Linked DNA regions of Pan troglodytes: region 1 is linked to region 2. Evidence: chromatin contacts called from public Hi-C data. All regions are on one chromosome and are shown on one strand. The core of a region is the stretch at or near the end of the contact, and the rest is flanking DNA. Distances in the headings are between cores, read along the strand shown. Region 1 holds the start of DSCAML1 (DS cell adhesion molecule like 1). Region 2 overlaps CEP164 (centrosomal protein 164).

Region 1 (2,947 bases), core at 389-2,888, 350 kb after region 2:
CAACTACTTTGTCCACGATTTTTGAGGCCACCCTTCCTTGTCCCGCAATCTGATCGCCTAGTAAATGCCAGCAGTATCTGGGCCTTGAGTCTGGCTTTGACCCGGCAGTATCTACAAATAAGGGTTATCCTCTTTTCCCCAACCCACGATGTATCGCAGTGGGCTCCGGCAGCCTGCAGACTCCAGACCCCTGGAGCACCGGCAGGGCAGGGTTGGACCCCTCCCCGGGTGGCAACCCTCCACTGGAGTGCCCTTCCTCATCGCCTTGGGGTTAAGAGTTGCCGCCCGGCCAGGGCAACAGCCAGGGCAAAGGGAGAGAGAAGCCGCCCCGGGGCGAGAAGGAGAAAAGTTAGAGGGCTGAACAGGTGACGCTGAGCTTGTTGGAGCGTGTGTGCTCCACCGCGCAAGGGCGCGGAGTTCGGCCGCCTCATCTCCCGCCATCTGCGCGCCCGGGGGCACGTCCTCTGCGATAGCCTGGAACCCAGACTACCCGCGCCTGCCTGGTCCCGACTCAGTGCCCAGGTGGCTTCAGTCGGAAATGTCTGCCCTCTTCCAACCTCCCGATCCCGGCTGCCTTGCGGATCAGGTACGCAGCGCCCCAGCCGCAGGTCTGGACATGCCGGACACCTGGACCCACCCCTAGCAACCCCCTCTCTCCGGGAAGAGGGACACGCCCCCCAGCCTGAAGACTTGTCCCCAGGTCCAACTGGCCAGGCGCGGAAGCGGAGAATCTCGCACCTTGGGGCGCGCTGCCAGAGGTGGCCACGGTGGCGCACCAAGCCGGGGCTAGAGCCGGGGCAGAGGGGTGGGGTAGGGCCGGGGGAGGGTGACCTCTGGGTTTGGAGAACAAACTTGCTATCCGAGGGACCTCCAGCTCTCGGGACTCTCACTATCCCCACCCTGCCTCCAGCCAATGCGCGGATAAGCGCCATGCGGTGCGCCAACATTCGCGCCAGGGCTGGGGTCCGCGGCGGGAGAGGGGCGCACGGACATAGCGGAGGAATCAGCCGCCGAGTCCGAGGCCTGAATAAGCGAGGACTCCTAGGTCAAGAGTCACGGCCAGAGGACCCCTCGACTCGGAGGGCACTCCGGGGTCCCAGTGCCACCAAGCCGCAGGAAGAGGGCAAGGGGCTGGGGGAGGGGTCCAGGGCAGAACTGCCGCCGTGCAGGGAGCAGGGAGATGAGGGGCTCCTTCGCCACCACCCCTACGGGCGCGCCCCAAAACGGCAGACGCGGGTGGCTGGCGGAGCGGTCGGGGGCTGACTCTCACTCAGCCCCTGTCAGGGTGCCTTCCCCGCCCCGCTGCGCCCCACCCGGGGTCTTGCACCCCGGTCGGTCCCCCCCCACGCACCTGGAGCCCGCCGAGCACCCCGCCTCGCCGCCAGCCGCGCCACCCTGGCCCCGCCGCCTCCGCCGCCCAGCCGCCCGCGCAGGTCTCACCTTTGTGTAAAGAGTCCAGGAGCAGGAGGAAAGTTACCAGCCACATGCCATAAAGAGGCCCTATTCTCCGGGGAGGTGGTCCTGTGGCCGGCCGTGCGGCAGCGCCTCTCCCCCGCTCAGCGCGCTCCCAGCCGCCCGCACTCCGCGCCCCGCTCTCTCTGCTCCTCAGCCCAGCGCTCGGCTGCGGCGGCGGCTCCTCCCTCCTCGGCTCCCCGGCTCCTGTCATCCGCGGGGCTGGGCTAGGCGGCCGCTCTCCCCGCCCCCCCGCGGCACCCCGGGTGGTGAGCGCCGCGCGAGCCCGGAGCCCAGACGGACCCCAGCCCCACAAGCCCAGGAACAGGAGCGGCGGCCCGGGCCAGACCGCCCCGACCCGGCTCCGCTGTCTGAGAGGCGAGGGGTCCCTGTCACCCACCGGCTTGGAGCCTGTGGTCGCAGACAGGCATGTGTCATCCATGTGCCAAGAGCCTGCCATGCTTCAGCCAAGGATGCCCGGTTTCTACTGGCCTAAGTCACCTGGGACACGAGCTTCCTGCCTCTTTCGGACTCAGCTTACCCGGCCCCCACTCCCTCCCCGGGAGGAGCATGGACGCTCTGGGTAGAATCCCAGGCTTTTCAGTGCTGTCTGGTGCTACTCCCCACCCCAAAGTTCATAGCTGCCCTTCCAACCCCTCGTGACTTCCGCAAGCCTGCCCTCCGGAGAACCCCAGATGAGTCCAGCCACCCCCTGGCACTCTGTTCGAATTTTCCTCAGCACTTGGCACATTGTGACTATTTAAACGGTTATTCACAATGAGCAGTTTAATGTCTACTCTACTGTGTATCTTCCTCCTTTGTCTTCACCTACCCACCCCTATAGCTTTCCTGCCTGGCAGAAATTGGCTTATTCCTTACACTCATCTTTATGAAGGTGGCATAGAATAGGACTGGAGTGAGGGCGTCTTCTTAGTGACCAAATGAATGTTGAGCACCTGCTGTGTCAGGCACTGGCTCGGGCACTGGCGACTCAGGCATGGCTGGGCCAGGTCTGCTGTAAAAGGTCAATATGGTTGGAAAGCCCTCCTTTCGTCTTAATTCCAAAATAAGAGGATACATAGAACCCAGAGAAGGGATCCCTGAGAATGGCCTATGAGCCAGGACTGTAGCTCCCTTTGCAGGGTCATGGAAGCTGCTTTGAGTATGCCCTGACAATTGGGCTGTACCTGGGCAGACTCTAAGGTGTGGAGTGCGAAGTTTGGAGGGAGAGAAGGGGTCCACTGGCTAGCTGCATTTGCCAGAGGAAGAAAATTTACTTCCTCGAAATGTGCGGCCTAAGTTCACATGGGAGAATTGGGACTCCTCACTCCCAGGTTTTGCCAAAATATCCCTAGAAATTTTAACTAAATTTTGAAAAGTGTGTTTTTTATATGTTAAAATGTACATAACATAAAATTTACCATTTTAACCATTTGAAGTGTACTATTCTGTGGCATTAAATACATTCACGATGTGCAACCATCATCACTTACCA
Region 2 (2,932 bases), core at 417-2,916:
TGCAGATGCGTGTTTGTGCACATGCATGTGAGTGTGCATGTTAGTGTGTATGCATATGTGAGTGCACGTGTATGCATGCATGTATGCGTGTGTATATGCATGTGCATATGCGTGTATGCATGTAGTGTGTATGGTGTGTGTATGCGTGTGTATGCGTGTGCATGTGTGTGCATGTATTAGTGTCTAGTGTGTGCGCGTGTGTATGCGTGTGCATGTGTGTGCATGTATTAGTGTGTATAGTGCGTATGTGTGTATATGTGTGTGCATATGTGTATGCATGTATTAGTGTGTATAGTGTGTGTGTGCATGTGTGTATGCATGTATTAGTGTGTATAGTGTGTGTATGCATGTGTATGCACATTAGTATGTGTATGTGCGTAAGTGTATGAGTGTGGGTCTGTATGTATAAGTGTGTGCGCGTGCATATGCATGTGTTTGTGCGTGTGCACATGTATGTGAGTGTGCAGTGTGTGTGTGCGTGTGTGTGTATGGGGGAAGGGGGCAGGAGTGGTTGTCTTTCCCACGTCACAGGGCAGCTGTGAGGTGATGCTGTGTGAATGTGTTCTAGGAAGTCCACAGCTCTCTAGGACCGTGTTTATTTAATGCCCCCAGGAGAAGAGGCCAGCCTTCTGCAAAGATGCCCAGCCCTCACACTCCTGCCTCTGGGCCAGTGCTAGCTGTTCTGGAAGGGTGATAGGCTTTAGGCCCCTTCCCTTCCTGAAGAAGAGGTTGGTGGTAGGGGTTAGGGGGTGGTAGGAGGTGCTGAGGCTGTGTGGAAAGAGCCCTGACTTGGCGCTGGGAGAGCTAGCTCACTCCTTCCCGGTTGTCTTTGCAGCCCATGCCACTCCTGCCTCAGGTTGCTCAGCTGTGGAATGGGTCAACAAGCCCTGCTGGCAGGGCAGGTGGAAGCCCCTGGCCCACCGTAGGCCCTCGATCAGATGCTGGCTGGCTCTGAGCCCGCGGCAGGGTAGGGCTTGGGGCTCTTATGTTTGGGCCAAGAGAAGCTTGAGTAGCCCCGGTAGGGTGGCCAGGCTGCGCAGGCACCACCTCCTCTCGTCTGGGCTGCGGTGGATAAGAGAGTGGGGGAGTGAGGAGGGGCCCAGGGAGGCCCAGCGGCAAGTAGAGGACCTGCGGTCCTGGGCTAGTTGTGGCCAGTTCCTACGCCCCAGGGAGAGGCAGACGCTCAGCCTTGCAGCTCTATCTGCGCGGCTGCTGCAGCTTGCCCTGGGGATGAGGCCTTGGAAGTGTCATTCCTCTGAAAAGTGGGGGTGCAGCCCCCATGGCACACTCATGTGCCGGTCAGAGATTCAGTGGGGCACTCCCTAAGAGGGTCTGATTCTAGCCCAGAGCCTTCCTTCACAGCACGCGCTGCGTAAAGGTCTGCGGATCGCAGGAATCCGCCATCGCCGGAATCACCCCTGCCCGGTGTCCAGTTCAGCACGGGGGCTCTCCTTTGAGCCTCAGCTGCTCTGTGGAAGCAGCACACCCGGCTGTAGGCACCTCTGGAGGAGCTGAGCATTGGGACAAAGGCCCGGCTTTGAATTGGGGGTAGAGGCGACTCCCCTTTTTTCAAGCTGGGAGTAGGGTTTGGACCTCGGGAACTGAGTGCACCCTGTCCACCCGCCCCAGGCAAGAGCTGGAGGCAGCCTGTTGTGAGGCTTTGCTGGAGTCAGGGGGCAGCAGAGGCCCAGTCTTGGTGTGTGCGGGAGGCAGGCGGGTGGCCAGTTCCTCACAGCTGGGTGGCAGATAAAGCGAAGCAGGCAGAGACCCTGTCTGGGGAGAACCAGGATTCTGTAAGGGAGCTTTTGGAAGTGTTTGCCCCTCTGCCACAGCCTCAGGCTTCTCACCCTTGCCAGCAGGCTCGATGGTCACCTTCTCGCTGCTGTTGCCCCGGCCGGCAGAGGTGACGGCGGCCACCCACAGCAGATACTGCTGACCGCGGTTTAGGTGGGCGATCCGGTAGAAGAGCTGCTCTGGACTCGTCTCGTACTCGCTGGGAGCCTGCGGGGCAGAGGCAAAGAGGCTCTAAGAAGCAGAACTGGGGCCCTCCAGCATCCAAATCTTCCTCAGTGCCCGGGGCTCAGAGGAGAGGATGGCGGGGTCAGATGCGAGGCAGGATTCTGTCCTATTTGCCCTTTCCAAGTTTTAGAGATGCAGCGGACAGAGTGTGCCCTGGGTTTGGTCCCTGGGAGCTGATGGGCCTGCCTCGTGGTGTTGCTGGGTCAGCCTCAGTTTACCTCTTTAACTGATCCACGCTCTGGCAGCTGTGGCTCAGGCCAGAGGATGTGAGTACTTTAGGTGAGGGACGGGGTAGCCAGGAGAAGGGAGAATGGGGGACAGGGGGTCCCAGGAAAGCCCTGAGGAAAGAGTCTTCAGGAAGAAGGCAAATGACTGCCTCTGCCTGATGAGGGTTGGAGACAGGCTGCTGCAGCCTGCCCTGGCTCCCGTCACCTCCTAGCCCTGCCGTCTAATTACCACTCCTGCATTTTGCAGGCAGCATGCCCGCCCGTCCAGGGAGGAGGGGGCGGGAGAAGGAACTATGAAAGCTTTACTGGGTAGCACTTTATTAATGATTATTAGTGGTATAGATCACCATATATATTTGTAGGTTATACAAATCTATAAAATTTTTTTTTAACAAAATGACAGTTTTGACAAGTTGCCAACAAAACAATATCGGATCCCAGTGGTTTTACCAGTTGCTTTGATGAAAAGATTATGTTGCCTTGGAAACCAGAGGCTCAGATATTGAAATGAATTTGAGAAGGAGCTTTTGATAAGCGCTAGTTTGCAGACCTCCTGTCAGCCTCTTCCCTGGCACGGGCGGGATGGGGCTGACTTTCATTTTATTTTATTTTTTGGTCAGCCGCAGGGAAGGGAGAGGAGGACAGCACCAGGGCCCCTTTGAAAACAGAGCGGAAGTCCAGGGAGG

What was found. Hi-C and Micro-C count contacts between places; a contact is called where the count stands out from the background.
Region 1: a contact with region 2 is called in a Hi-C map of induced pluripotent stem cells, with 3 times the contacts expected there. The contact joins the promoter of DSCAML1 here to the enhancer-like site in region 2. A contact is called at or near these places in 3 of 7 Hi-C or Micro-C datasets (induced pluripotent stem cells and stem cell-derived neural progenitor cells) and 1 of 1 other capture datasets (stem cell-derived neural stem cells).

What each region holds. Positions count from the first base shown.
Region 1 is chr9:119,737,917-119,740,863 of NHGRI_mPanTro3-v2.0_pri, forward strand. DSCAML1 (DS cell adhesion molecule like 1) reads right to left here and starts at 1,639. Exons shown (of 33, transcript XM_001158737.6): 1 at 1,441-1,639. The coding sequence starts at 1,486. All of the region lies in intron 1 of CD3E (CD3 epsilon subunit of T-cell receptor complex), which reads left to right.
Region 2 is chr9:119,385,680-119,388,611 of NHGRI_mPanTro3-v2.0_pri, forward strand. The region is part of intron 34 of CEP164 (centrosomal protein 164); the gene reads left to right. It overlaps DSCAML1 (DS cell adhesion molecule like 1), which reads right to left. Exons shown (of 33, transcript XM_001158737.6): 21 at 1,848-2,001. Among named protein-coding and RNA genes, the nearest start is that of CEP164, 120 kb to the left of the region's middle. Within about 2 kb of position 1,667, at least 8 of the 24 cell types and tissues checked have an H3K27ac peak or open chromatin away from gene starts, as enhancers often do. A contact at or near this core is called in induced pluripotent stem cells, where this site is marked.